Regions from separate parts of the Ovis aries genome. Here region 2 is linked to region 1. A link is a contact called in public Hi-C data. All regions are on one chromosome and are shown on one strand. Each heading gives the region's core, a stretch centred on a gene start, on an enhancer-like site or on the middle of the called end of the contact. The rest is flanking DNA. Distances are from core to core; before and after follow the strand shown.

Evidence for each region. A called contact is a pair of places that touch in the nucleus more often than the background predicts.
Region 2: a Hi-C map of hypothalamus shows a contact between it and region 1, with 3 times the contacts expected there. The contact joins the promoter of APBB2 here to the promoter of NSUN7 in region 1. A contact is called at or near these places in 2 of 16 Hi-C or Micro-C datasets (hypothalamus and tail adipose tissue).

Annotation. Positions count from the first base shown.
Region 1 is chr6:60,376,295-60,382,759 of ARS-UI_Ramb_v3.0, reverse strand. It overlaps NSUN7 (NOP2/Sun RNA methyltransferase family member 7), which reads right to left and starts at 3,279. Exons shown (of 12, transcript XM_027970950.3): 1 at 2,991-3,279; 2 at 2,207-2,605. The coding sequence starts at 2,516.
Region 2 is chr6:60,804,309-60,810,454 of ARS-UI_Ramb_v3.0, reverse strand. It overlaps APBB2 (amyloid beta precursor protein binding family B member 2), which reads left to right and starts at 1,995. Exons shown (of 18, transcript XM_060417057.1): 1 at 1,995-2,077.

The DNA of each region.
Region 1 (6,465 bases), core at 2,030-4,529:
GAACTTATGAACATTTCAAGGAAAAGTAGGTTTATAAAGGCCTATGATGACAATGAAAGAGAGTGAAAAAGCTGGCTTAAAATTCAACATTCAAAAAACCAAAATCATGGCATCCAGTCCCATCACTTCACAGCAAACAGATGGGGAAACAGTGACAGGCTTTTTCTTATGCTCAAAAATCACGGCAGATGGTGACTGCAGCCATGAAATTAAAAGATGCTTGCTCCTTGGAAGAAAAGCTATGACCAACCTAGACAGCATGTTAAAAAGCAGAGACATTACTTTGCCAACAAAGGTCCGTCTAGTCAAAACTATGGTTTTTCCAGTAGTCATGTATGGATGTGAGAGTTGGACCATAAAGAAGGATGAGTCCCGAAGAACTGATGCTTTTGAACTGTGGTGTTGGAAAAGATTCTTGAGAGCTCCTTGGACTGCAAGGAGATCCAACCAGTCAATCCTAAAAGAAATCAGTCCTGAATACTCACTGGAAGGATTCATACTGAAGCTAAAGCGCCAATATTTTGGCCACCTGATGTGAAGAGCTGACTCACTGGAAAAGACCCTGATGCTGGGAAAGACTGAAGCCAGGAGGAGAAGGGGATGACAAGGGATGAGATGGTTGGATGGCATCACCGACTCAATGGACATGAGTTTGAGCAGACTCCAGGAGATAGTAAAGGACAGGGAAGCCTGGCATATTGAAGTCCATGGGGCCGCAAAGAGTCGGACACAACTGAGCGATTGAACAACAAATGACAATAATTTATCTAAATGGAATCTGGGTTATTAAAAAATGTCAGTCACAAGACACTTTCATAAAACAGAAATAAAGATTGAGAGAAAGAAAATGATAATCTACCATACACATTACTACAACATGACCATCTAATCAATGGATTAATTTTACAAAGAATAATCTCAGGCTTTTATTACTGATTTCTAAAGGCAATCCATTCCAGTATTCTCGCCTGAAAAATCCCTTGGACAGAGGAGCCTGGCGGGCTATAGACCACAGGGTCACAAAGAGTTGGACATGACTGAGCAATTAAGCACACACAGCACACACAAAGGTAAGATTCAATACTCTATCAGGAAAAAATTGTCTATAATACAGTTTGGGCATTAACATTAAATATCAATTAACTGACACAGATGCCTAATGTGTATCTCACTATTGCAAGGAAAAAATCTTCAATGTTAATTTGACTCGTGATTTAAAGTACCAACACTCTGGTTGGTCTTTAAATCTAAGTTTTAAAAAAGAAGAGGAGGGAAGGGATGAAATAGAATCTGAAAGTTTAAACTGGAGGAGGGAAAAATGGCTAAGACAGATTTTAAAAAAAAAGATCACAAGCAGAAACTAAAGAAATGAAACTCAAAGAGAAGCTGCCTCTGAACATCACACAAATTTTTCTCTGTGATGACAAATTCCTGGCTTCAGAACTGAGCTACATCATGTCTGTAGACAACCAAAAACATACATTTATAGCTGAGTAATTAATGGGATATTTTAATTCAACTGAGCAATTGTTAACCACCTCTCAGCAAGGATGTGCAAGGCCCAGTATTAACAGTAAGTAAATGATGCATGTAATGCCCTTTCTAGGTGTCTCTTTAGGAAGTTTTATCATTTTAGCCATGCTGGTAATACTCCAAACATTTCTGGAACTTCTTCGGAACTTCTTTTCAGTCAGTATACAAATCAATACAAACTTTACAGTTTATATTGTATTATAGTTGATGGCTAGTACTAAAACCTGTCTCCAGGCCCTTTGACTACTCTCATAGGAAAAATATTTGGTTTTGTTCTGGAATCAACTCCATTCTCAGAAGTTGATAATTACCCACCATCGAGGAAATCTGCAACATTACACCTCAAATCCTGGAGGCAGATTAAAAGGGATTTCTACAAAAATTTGGAAGAATAAATTTACAAGCTTCCCAAAGTAAACAAAAAAAAATGGCAGTGAATAGGATCATCTTAATTTTGACCCACCTAAGCACAGGGAAATCTACAGTGGGAAACATATCTGACTGTTTTGCTGGAAACTCTCCTTAAAGCCTTGACATCTGCAACTGACCAAAGATATTCAGAAGCCTAAAAACAAAACCTGGTGTACGTGTGTGAGGGTGCGAGGAGGTTCGATGGACCTCACAAATTCTCTCATTATTCTCTTTTAGTGCTGTCAAAACTGGTACTACTCACACTTAAGTGCACTGAAAGCCAGCTCATAGGACAAACGCTGAAAGGATTCATCCTCGGATTCGGTTGAGGACGGCAAGGGCTTATTTCCATACTTTATTAAGGCTTTCTCTGGTGACTTTTCGAGTCTAGTGCCCTGAAAAATGTTCGCTGCCAGAATGTAAACGGAGTCCGGATAGCCAGTTTTTTCGGGTGAACCAGTTGAGCTGTTTTCGCCGCAGGCTGGGTCACCTGACAGAGCCAGCGAAGAGAGTTGGGAGATCTCAGCGGTTGTTTCTTCCAAAAACTCCAGTTCATTTGCGGAGTTAAACATGTTTGCCCCCCTGACTGTCCTAGGTAACTCAAGCTTGAATTACAATTCAGATGTTCCGGGAAATGGTTTTCCTTGTTCAAGCATCGTCTCTGTGAAAATAAAAAGATTATCCTGGTTAAACCACTATTTCCGCAGGACCACACTTGGTGACCCACCTCGTGTGGCCCTAGAGAGCCAGCGGTGGCATTCCCTGGCTGCCCCGAGCATCCCTTACTTCAAGCCGGGAAACCTCCACACACTCGCAAAGGGAGAGGGGTGGAGACGGCTCCGAATGGCCTCCGAAACTACGAGACCTTAACCGAGGCCCGTTTTGGTGCAGAGCTCCCCCAAGAGCCGCACCTGCGGCCCCTGGGGCGCTCCTTTCACTGGCTCCCGCGAGTCCTCCCTTACCCCAGAGGGCGGATGTTCCCCGGGGCTTTAGGAACAGAGACGCGGCAGCCGCAGCACTTTGGGCCCGGGTGGCTGGAATCTTACACAGTGCCCTCGGGGGCCCCGGGACTGCAGGGCTGCCGCGGCGGTCCGCGCAGGCAGTTTGGTTCAAATGAGCTTCTCCCACCCGCCGGGGTCGGGGCAGGGGGGTCGCGACCCCCGGCTCTCGCTTCGCTCGGGTTCCTGAGGGAGGATGCGCCTCAGGGCTCCGCCCGCCAGCACGGTAGTCTTCACGAATGCGGCAGCTGAGCCGGGTAGAGCACGAGGCTGGTGGGCCCGCCGGCTCCGGCCGCGGAAAGGTAGGCCTCCCCTGTCTGCGGCAGTCAGCCGGCCCAGGACCGGGGTCTCCGTGGCAACCAAGGGTGCGATGAGGGGGGAGGGAACGCTGCCAGAGGGCAGTTCCCGCGGGATTTGGCCAGCGCTTCCTTTTCTTCTTGAGTTGCTCCTCCTCTCTCACCCCGGACACCTGTGCCAGCCCCGCCTCACGTTGAAGGCCCCTGCGTAATTGGACTGCGCAGCCCTGAAGATCCTCGACTTCCCCAGGGTCACAAGTGACCCTTCTTCTCCAACTTGTCACCTGTGATCTCCTTGAAAGCAAGAATTTTGTATTGCTGACAACACCTAGTTTAGCGGATTAGCGGGCACGCAGGAAATGTTAAAACAGCTCAGTGTAGAACTGTTGAAGAAAAGAAAAGGTAAAAAAAACAGACAAGTTGACTGTATTTCCACGCTTTTTAGAACAATAGATACCACAGATACCACATTAGATGGACCCTTCCAGGAATGACTGTGCTGCGCTTAGTCGTAGTGGACTCTTTGTGACCCCATGGACTGTAGTCCTCCACGCTCCTCTGTCCATGGAATTTTCCAGGCTAGAATACTGTACTGGAGTGAGTTGCCATTTCCTTGTCCAGAGGATCTTCCCAATCCAGGGATGGAACCTCCGCCCCGTCTTCCGTTTTCCTAAACTGCAAGCAGATTCTTTACCCGTTGAGCCACGGGTGAAGCCTTCCAGGGCAAGCTGTATAAAGATCTTTGCCAGCTTCCTTCCCAGGAGCTGCCTGAAAAGAAAGATGTTGCTGAAATAGGCCTACAAACAAGCAAATTCACACCCCTTAAAGTATAGAATGGCTCTGGGGATGTATATGAACTTCCCCCAAAGGGTTTTAATATGGCTACTTTAATTTTTGAGTGTCCTGGAGAGAAGTCTGCATCCTAACTCATCAAAGAAAAACCAGCTGTGCTCAAGTTTTAAAGGTAGTGGAAAAATACTTTAATTTCTAGAATAAAAACCAACTGACTGAGATTTAAGTTTATGTGCATCTTAAGCTTTTCATTGATTGCCTGTTAACCTGTCTCCAAAGTGCAAGTTCTAAAACTGGAGAAAAAGAAAAGGTTGCATTTTTCCTCTACTGTATACCATTTGTGTTGCTGCTTTGAAACTTCTCCAACAGACTTCAATAGGTCTAATTTTTGAGAGCTTCAATAGCTCTCAAATTTTTCTTACAGTACGATTCAATGAACAAATGCAAATATGAATATATAAAGATCATGTGATGAGTAACATGTATGTACTTCACATTTCTTGCCTGGTTTAGAAAAGTCCTAGGTTTTAAAACAGAAATGGGCATTGGATTGTGCATCTTGACAAATTACATTTCAAGTTTTAAGTGAAAACAATTATGAAATCATTTAAAAAATAAGATTTTATTTTATTGAAAATAAAATAGATGCTAATATCTACTTAAAGAAAAATCTGCTAGATACTTGGTCTCCATTTTCTATATGAAGCAAAAACCAAAGCCTACAAGTTGAATGAAGTTCTTCATTTTGGACTGAGATCAAAGTCACAGGAAAATCTTGCAAGTGCAAGCCCCAAATTCAGCAAGAAGTATGGTAAATATACTTGAGTAAATACCTTATTTGCTGCTGGTTGGGAATCTCAAACTTTGTTCATCTTCTTTGTAGAAGTGGTCCAATCTGGAAAAGAAACATAATTTATGTAACTAAGATCAGTATCAGAGAAGGCAATGGCACCCCACTCGAGTGTGCTTGCCTGGAGAATCCCAGGGACAGGGGAGCCTGGTGGGCTGCCATCTATGGGGTCGCACAGAGTCAGACGCAAGTGAAGCGACTTAGCAGCAGCAGCAGCAGCAGCAAGATCAGTATAGTCGCTCAAGAGATTCTAAATTGTGTTCACTGGTTCTTTCTCCATGTGTTAAACAGGAAGGGCTAGACTTTGGCATTTGGTTTACTATCTCTGTAACCTTAGGCAAGTCCTTACATCCCTCAGCTTCCGTTTCTAGACCTATAAGGCAGACTGAATAATAATGCTGCCTTTGAGGAGGTTTGTGAGTATTTAATGGAATGATGTATGTCAAGATTGTCTGGAAAGTAGTAGCTCAATAGTTAGTTCCTCCTTTCCCCCTCTATTGTTAAGAAGGGGAGAATGGATATTGGGGAACTATTAGTAGCAGTTTGCTACAAATTTGTTTGCCCTACCCCATCAGCCACCAGTTCACTCACTCCCATTATTCTCAATGTGGAGTCTCCCCTACTTTATGTTCCCATAATATTTTGTGTATGTATATGTGCATTCATTCATTCATTTATCAGATATGTATTAAATTCTTACCATGTGCCTCACACTTTCCTCAGTCCTAAAGGTTAAAAAAAAATGTATAGAATGATTGGGGACCTTACTCTCAGGAAATTAATGGATATGTATACTTATATTTTGAGACACTTTATTTTTTATTGTATATATTTTTTTTTATTGTATACACTTCTGCCATCCTTACTTGCACAACCTGAACAATACACACACTCTATAAAATAGTTTTATTGTGTCTTTTAAGTTTTATTATTTCTTTTTATTCCCAGAAAGAGCAAAATATCACTCTTTCACATGCACAGATTATAAGTATGAAGGTATCTTTAAGGGTCATGGTATATTTTATTCTGCATCACACAGTACACAGTCTGATCTGTGGAAAATGTGAGATAAAAAGCTAGCTATAAACTTTAAAATACTATTGTTTTTCAAAATATAGTTTGAGTAGCTCTTGTTTGGTATTTTGTTTGTTTTTTTAAATGATATATCAATGTGACAACTCACTGTATTAAAAACAAGATTTAATGAGAGTCTTTATCCCCAAAGTAAAGCTTAGGCCAACAGTTGTGGGTTAGTGAATTCGTGGTTACTATTTACTCTAACCCTGACTCCTTACCTTTCCTGGTTTATGGGCTCATTGTGGACTTAAAGTATTTGAGGGGAGGACTAGAGGGAAGCATATCAAATCTCAGTGAGCACTCTACAAAAGTAACCGGAGAGATAGGTATGTGGATTCAGCTGTTGTGAAAGCACATATGAAAAAATATAGTATTTGTTTAAATTGCAATCTGTAATATGATCAGAACATTAAGTCAGAGACGATGTAGAAAATTAAAGTTTAGTTACCTGGAGCTTTCTGCAAAGGAACTTAAAGGAGTAATTTTCTTTCCCCAGGGGGTAGAGTAT
Region 2 (6,146 bases), core at 746-3,245, 430 kb before region 1:
CCGCCCCGCCGCCGAGGGCTCCACCGCGGGTTTTCCTCTCGTTCTGGAGGAGATCGATCCGGGAAGGGTGGACGGAGATTACCCCTCTGGGACCCCCGAGAGAGGGGATGGCAGGGATGGGTATCCAGGGAGCCGCGGGGAGCTGAGTCCGAGGGAGTAGAGTACCTGCGGAAAGAGGACCTGCCTGGAAGGCTGATGGTGCCCCCCTGTTGATGGGCGGAGTGGTCTTGGGCTAATTTTCTCTCTTCCTTAGACCAGAAAGACGTAGACTAGAACCAGAGAGCTTTCCGCATTTTTCTAAAGTGGGTTACACCGCGACCGTCGACTACCTGTGTGGTGCACGAACACCATAGGCAGAGGGGGTGCAGAGACAGCCCCGAGGATGAGCATGTTCATGGATTTATAGGGAATTCTTAGCGGCAATATTGTTTTTCTTTTGCGGAAGGAGTGACATAATTGTTGGCCTCCAGATTGGTCTGAGGGAAATTGTTTTTTGGGAGAGGTTTGGGGGTGCAAATGCCAGAAACTCCTATTCCGCAAGGCAGCTTTCTTTCCTCCACTGCTCATTTCTCCCAACCCCATCCGAGACTGCATCAGGGTCCCATTATACCTCCTTTACTACACACCTAGTAGATTTCCCTCCTAGCACTCTTCGTGTTTGAAATGACATTTTTGAGTAATTGTTTAATGGATTTCTGTCCACCTCGCTGGTCTAAGCTTTATGAAAGCAGGGGTCTGGGCTTTTTTATTCACTGCTATCCCTAAGCTAACTGTAAGATTTTGTGGGTCCTCAATAAATTCATGATGTTGAAGGAAAAAAGTAATGCGGGTCCCAACCACATAGGGTCGTCTCATGAAGAATAGGGACGAGTGAGTTTGCTGTTTGAAGGACTGCATTGTGGAGGTTTAGGGAAGAGGATGACAGGAGCAGCCATTACCTTGTAATTATTAGTCAATTACTTTGAGCATAAGCCTCCTGAAGGAGATAAGAAAGGAGGTAAGAAAGGCTTTTGTGTATGTGTGGAGCAGTAGTTCCCAAAGCGTGGTCTTCAGACCAGCATCACCTGGGAAGTCGTTAAATGTACAGACACTTGGGCGCACCACAGACCTACCCATTCCGAGATTCTGTTAAGTAATCTGAGTTTCCATAAACCCTTAGGATATTCTGATGGAGGCTCAAGTTTGACAGTCATTGCACTGGTGAAGCGCAATCCTAAAGATGCTTTGGGGATGTTATTCAGTGTCTGGGGGCAGAAAACTGATTACTACTTGGAATTCTTTATCAGGATCTTGCTTGTCTGAGTTTTAGTTAATATTCCTGGAGGGGAAAGGGAGATTATGCTTTCCCTCTCTTGCAGGTGTGTTCCTCCCTTGAGGTGAACTTGCTGTGATGTTCCCATGGAGAAATGGTGTGTGTGTGTTCACGCGCCATATGCCTGGGTTTCTAGATAAGGAGGCAGAAGGAAGGAGAAGGTCTCGCCCACAAAGTTGCAGCTGGATGGGCGTGGGCAGCTCTCATCTGAGGACATTTTCCCGTTATAAGGGAATGCAGACGTGTGGGAGAAAAGGCTAGCCAGGGATAAGGTTACCCAACTGCCTTTTGGTGCAGACAGACACCGAGCCACAAGGAGGGGATGCCGGGCTGCCTCGCGTTGGGTCTCGACGTTCTGGCCCGCCTTGCCTCCCTGCCATCTTCTCGGATGATTAGGGGACTGTGAGTTCGAGAGGCCCCGAAGCCTCTGCCTGCAGGGGTCGCACTAGGAGCGCGGCCCGCCCCCTCCTCCTCGGCCCCCGCCCCCGGCCCCGCCTTTCTCGGGATCGGCCCCCGCCCGGTCAGGCCCCTCCAGCCTCTCCGCGCAGCCGCCGCCAAAGCCTGGAGAAGTGGAATCTCGCCGGCGCCGCTCCCTGCGCGGGACTGGCGGAGCGGCACTGGGCATGCTCAGTCGCCGGAGCCCGTCCCGGTCTCAAGTAGGAAGCTCGTGCGCTGCTCCCGCAGCTGATTCTGACGCTCCCGGCAGGGCGAGACTGGAGCAGAGCTGCCGGGTGCCGGAGCCTAGGCGAGCGCCGCGCACTGCCGGTGAGCCCAGCTTTCTTCCTTGCTTTTGCTCTGGATCCCGGGGCCGTCCGGGAGTGCTGGGGAGAGACCCGATCAGCAGCAGCGGCGTGGGGTGAGTGGCGGCGCGTAGCCCGGGCGGCTGCTCCTCTCCTCGCGGCCCCGAGGGCAGCGCGGCCACTGCCACTAGCCCAGCCGCAGCCCCAGCTGCAGCAGCTGCCACAGCATCTGCAGCGGGCGTTCCTGCGGAGTCTCGTGTGCCCCGCTCTCGCGCCGCAGGGCCGGGTGGCACGGCGATTGCGGGCTCACTCCTTGACTCCATCCCTTTGGCTTCGCGGCGCCCTCTTTCCCTCGGCAGCCGGGGCTTGGCAGGGCCTGAGGCAGGGGAGACAGGGTGGGAGGGGGTGCGCCGGGGGCGGGGGTGCTGCGGAGGGGAAAAAGCGAAGGTGGGCGCCGGCGGGGAAGAGCGCACACCCCCTTGCCTTGGCACCGGCCTCCGCTGTGCGGCTGGGCTCTCCCTCCACCGGCGGCAGCGCACTCCTGCCGGGACTTGAAGACCGGGCTGGATTCTAGGGGGTTCAGAGCCTAGCCGCTGGGAGATCAAAGGGGGAAAAGTTCATTTCCCTCTCGGAGGCAGGGAGCATTTTAACTAGAAAATGGCTGTGCGAAGGGGACCGAATCAGGGAAGCTGATCCTGAAGTCCACTTTGCTGCCTGCCGGACAGAATGGAGGGTTGAACGCTAGAAATGACATTTGTGTGTTGAAAACATTGCTGGACGGAGGAGGGATGCGGAGTGCCATAGAAACAATCAAAGGTGATCTTGACATCGGCGAAGAGGTCTAGAACTGAGGGGTCAGGGGCTAAGGGTCGAAGGACCGCAGGGCCTGAATGAAAAAAAGAAAAAAGAAAAAAAAAAAAACACATTGAAGAAATCAGACAGAGTTGTGGCCGTTTTGTAGTCAAGTTCAGGGCAGTTTAGAGCCATCACTGTCCCAGACTGTTTTGGGTGGATTGAGTCGTTGGGGAGGGCCAAACACTGAGAGGAGAATAAGGTCAGTGTCAGAAGCTCAGACAAGACTGGGCTCCGTTTTGATTAGAAGTCCCTCAATCACTGGCTTTACATTGTGCCTGATGACTTAGGTACAATACTTAAAGGATTCTCTTAAAATGATGCCAGCAGTCGTGTCTGAATTCCAAGAAATGGGGAAACTTTGTGAGGTTGGCATTGGTTTGTTCTTTGTTTTACTATTTCACTGATTTAAAAAGCAAGCAGTGGCATCCCGATCTGTTGTCCTGGATTGGGGTCTCTTAAGCCTTTGGTTTATTTTTCTTGTCATGAATTTATTTTTCACATCTTGTCCTCAAATGGCCATGATAGTTAAGAGTGTCTGCATTCGGGTAGCTGGGCGTTCAGGAAGGGGGGTTTCTTTATGAAGCCATATCGTGGTGTTTTCAGTTTGTAACTTGGAAGCAATATTTGCTGAGCAGTTGTTTATGGTAACTTGCAGAGTCCTAGAAATGGCAGTTTTGAAAGGGTGATATTTGTTAAGAGGATGAGGAACCTGGGGGAGTGGCGTCTGGAATGCTGAGAGAACACAGGTGGCAGTAGAGTGCAGTGGGCTGGCTGTCAGAGCACCTGGGGATAACAGATGCAGATCTCAATAGCTGTCCTTTGGTCATTGGCTAATTATATGACCTCGAGAAATCACTCAGGGACTCCATAGGCTGGGGTTGGTCTAGATATTTGCTCAGAGCGTTTGAGAAGGAATTCTAAAGTTAAGATCCTTTTCCAGGGAACTGGAAAGGAAAGAAATGTTTCTTTCATTATCTCTTCTAAAGGATGTTAATACTGTTAACTAAGTAATTCACCTGCATGGAGCCAGGACAGTCCCATTTTCTGAAACTTTTATAAAGTACTAGTGGAAAAACGCACGAGCTGAAGTTTAAAAGACTTGACTTCTTACAGTTAACTGGAGTAATAAGAATCCTGACTACAAAATCATATAAGAAAAGTCTGCTAAATAGTGGAAGAATCCACGTGTACAAAGATAAAATGTTTTAAACTGTTACTCTTTTTATGTCATGTTTCAAAGTTTGATAACTTTTTTTTTCCCTGCCATCAGAGAACAAAAATCAATTTTTTTTTTCTTTTTTGTTACAGCAGGAATACTGGAAGGCTTGCCATTGTATTGGAACAGTATTATGTTGATTATCTTGATTTCAGGATATCTAAATTTGTCTCTTAAAAGAAATGGGATGTTGTCTCTATAACTTCTTTTAAAATATTCCGCACCCTGATGTAGTATAGCCCCTTACACTTTTCATGGGCACAGGACAGACTTTTAGAAAAGTATTGTAAGAAGATATTACAGCTTATGAGGGCGATGCTTATTTTCCTCTCCCAAGTTAAGGAAAGTAGCGTTTGTTCATTACTATGTGTCAAGTCTGATATTCAGACTCTTACACATCTTATATGTTGTTATCTCTGACATAAATGTCAGCTTCCCAAGAAAATCTCTCTGAGGAGGTGGACAGTTCATTGCTTATAAAGCAGTAGAACTTCCGAGTTTTATTTTATATAAGACTATGTTTAACTGCTTTCATTATTCAGTAAGCATTCTCTTGTAAAACATATTTGATTTGTTATTTGGAATTAGATTTGACTGGAACAGCATGTCTTCAGAATGACTTGAATGTTTTTAAGAAGCTTCTATTCAGATTTTAAAACTTTTTTTATGTTCATTTATTTTCGACAGAGTTGTACTACTAACAAATGAATGTAAGGAAGATAAGCCCAGATTACCCATATTAATTTTATATGTTATTAGAGCATATTCTGGGGCTTCCCGGGTAGCTCAGCTAGTAAAGAACCCTCCTGCAATGCAGAAGATCCCAGTTCGATTCCTGGGTGGGGAAGTTCCCCTGGAGAAGGGATAGGCAACCCACTCCAGTATTCTTGGTCTTCCCTGGTAGCTCAGGTGGTAAAGAATCTGCCCGCAATGCAGGAGACCTGGGCTCGATCCCTGGGTTGGGAAGATCCCCTGGAGGAGGGCATGGCAACCCACTCGAGCATTCTTGCCTGGAGGGTCCCCATGGACAGAGGAGTCTGGCGGTCTACCGTCCATGGGGTCACAAAGAGTCACAACTGAGCGACTAAGCACAGTGCATATTCTGCATGTTGTTACGTGTCGATGGTGTGAAGTAGTTTGTCAGAGTCAGAGTGACAGATGCTCCATAATAAATGTCTAGTGAGATTTCACAAAAAGACCACCAGCCAGGGAATCCCAAGACTTGCCTTCTGGGCCAGGGTTGTCTGCTACTTAAATTTACTGGGTGACCTTGGGAAACTCCGTTTTCCCATCTGTAAAATGAGGGTGTTGCAGTAGAAGGCACCCTCATGGTGTGTTTTGAGCCTTCAGGTCCCAGTCCAGGGGCCTGTGATGCAACCATTTGAAAAGGAGGACTACAGGTGAAGCCTTAGATGAAGCTGATTTTGTTTCACTAAGTCTGGGCCATCCTGCTTTATGGAACTGTCGTTCAATTGCTAAGTTGTGTCCAACTTTTTGGGACCCATGGATGGTAGCCTGCCGGGCTCCTCTGTCAATGAAATTCTCCAGGCAAGAATACTGTGGTGGGTAGCCATTCCCTTCTCCTTTGGGATATTCCAAACCCAGGGATTGAACCCAGGTCTCCTGCATTGGCAGGAGGATTCTTTGTCACTGAGCCACCAGGGGAGCCTACTGTGTGGCATGCCCTTCATTTGTTGCACATTTCCCACATCCCTTCTAGTTTTTGTATGTCAAATGATGGTTGTCATAAAATTAACTCTTTGTGGGGCTGCAGTTGAGGTAGGAGATAAGGTAATAATTAGATTTGGGTAGAGCACTTTAGGTATATAAAATTGTTTGTTTTTTTTGTGGTGAGTGTTTTTTTATTGGTCATCTTTGACATGTTTTGATAACAAATATTATTGAGACTATAAGAGAATTGGGAAGGTTTTTTTACAGCATCTTCTGAAGAGATTCTGCTCCAGGGCGTGCAGGTGGTCTAAGGAATAAACCTCTTCAGGGGCTTTAGAGGAGGCTATCCTGT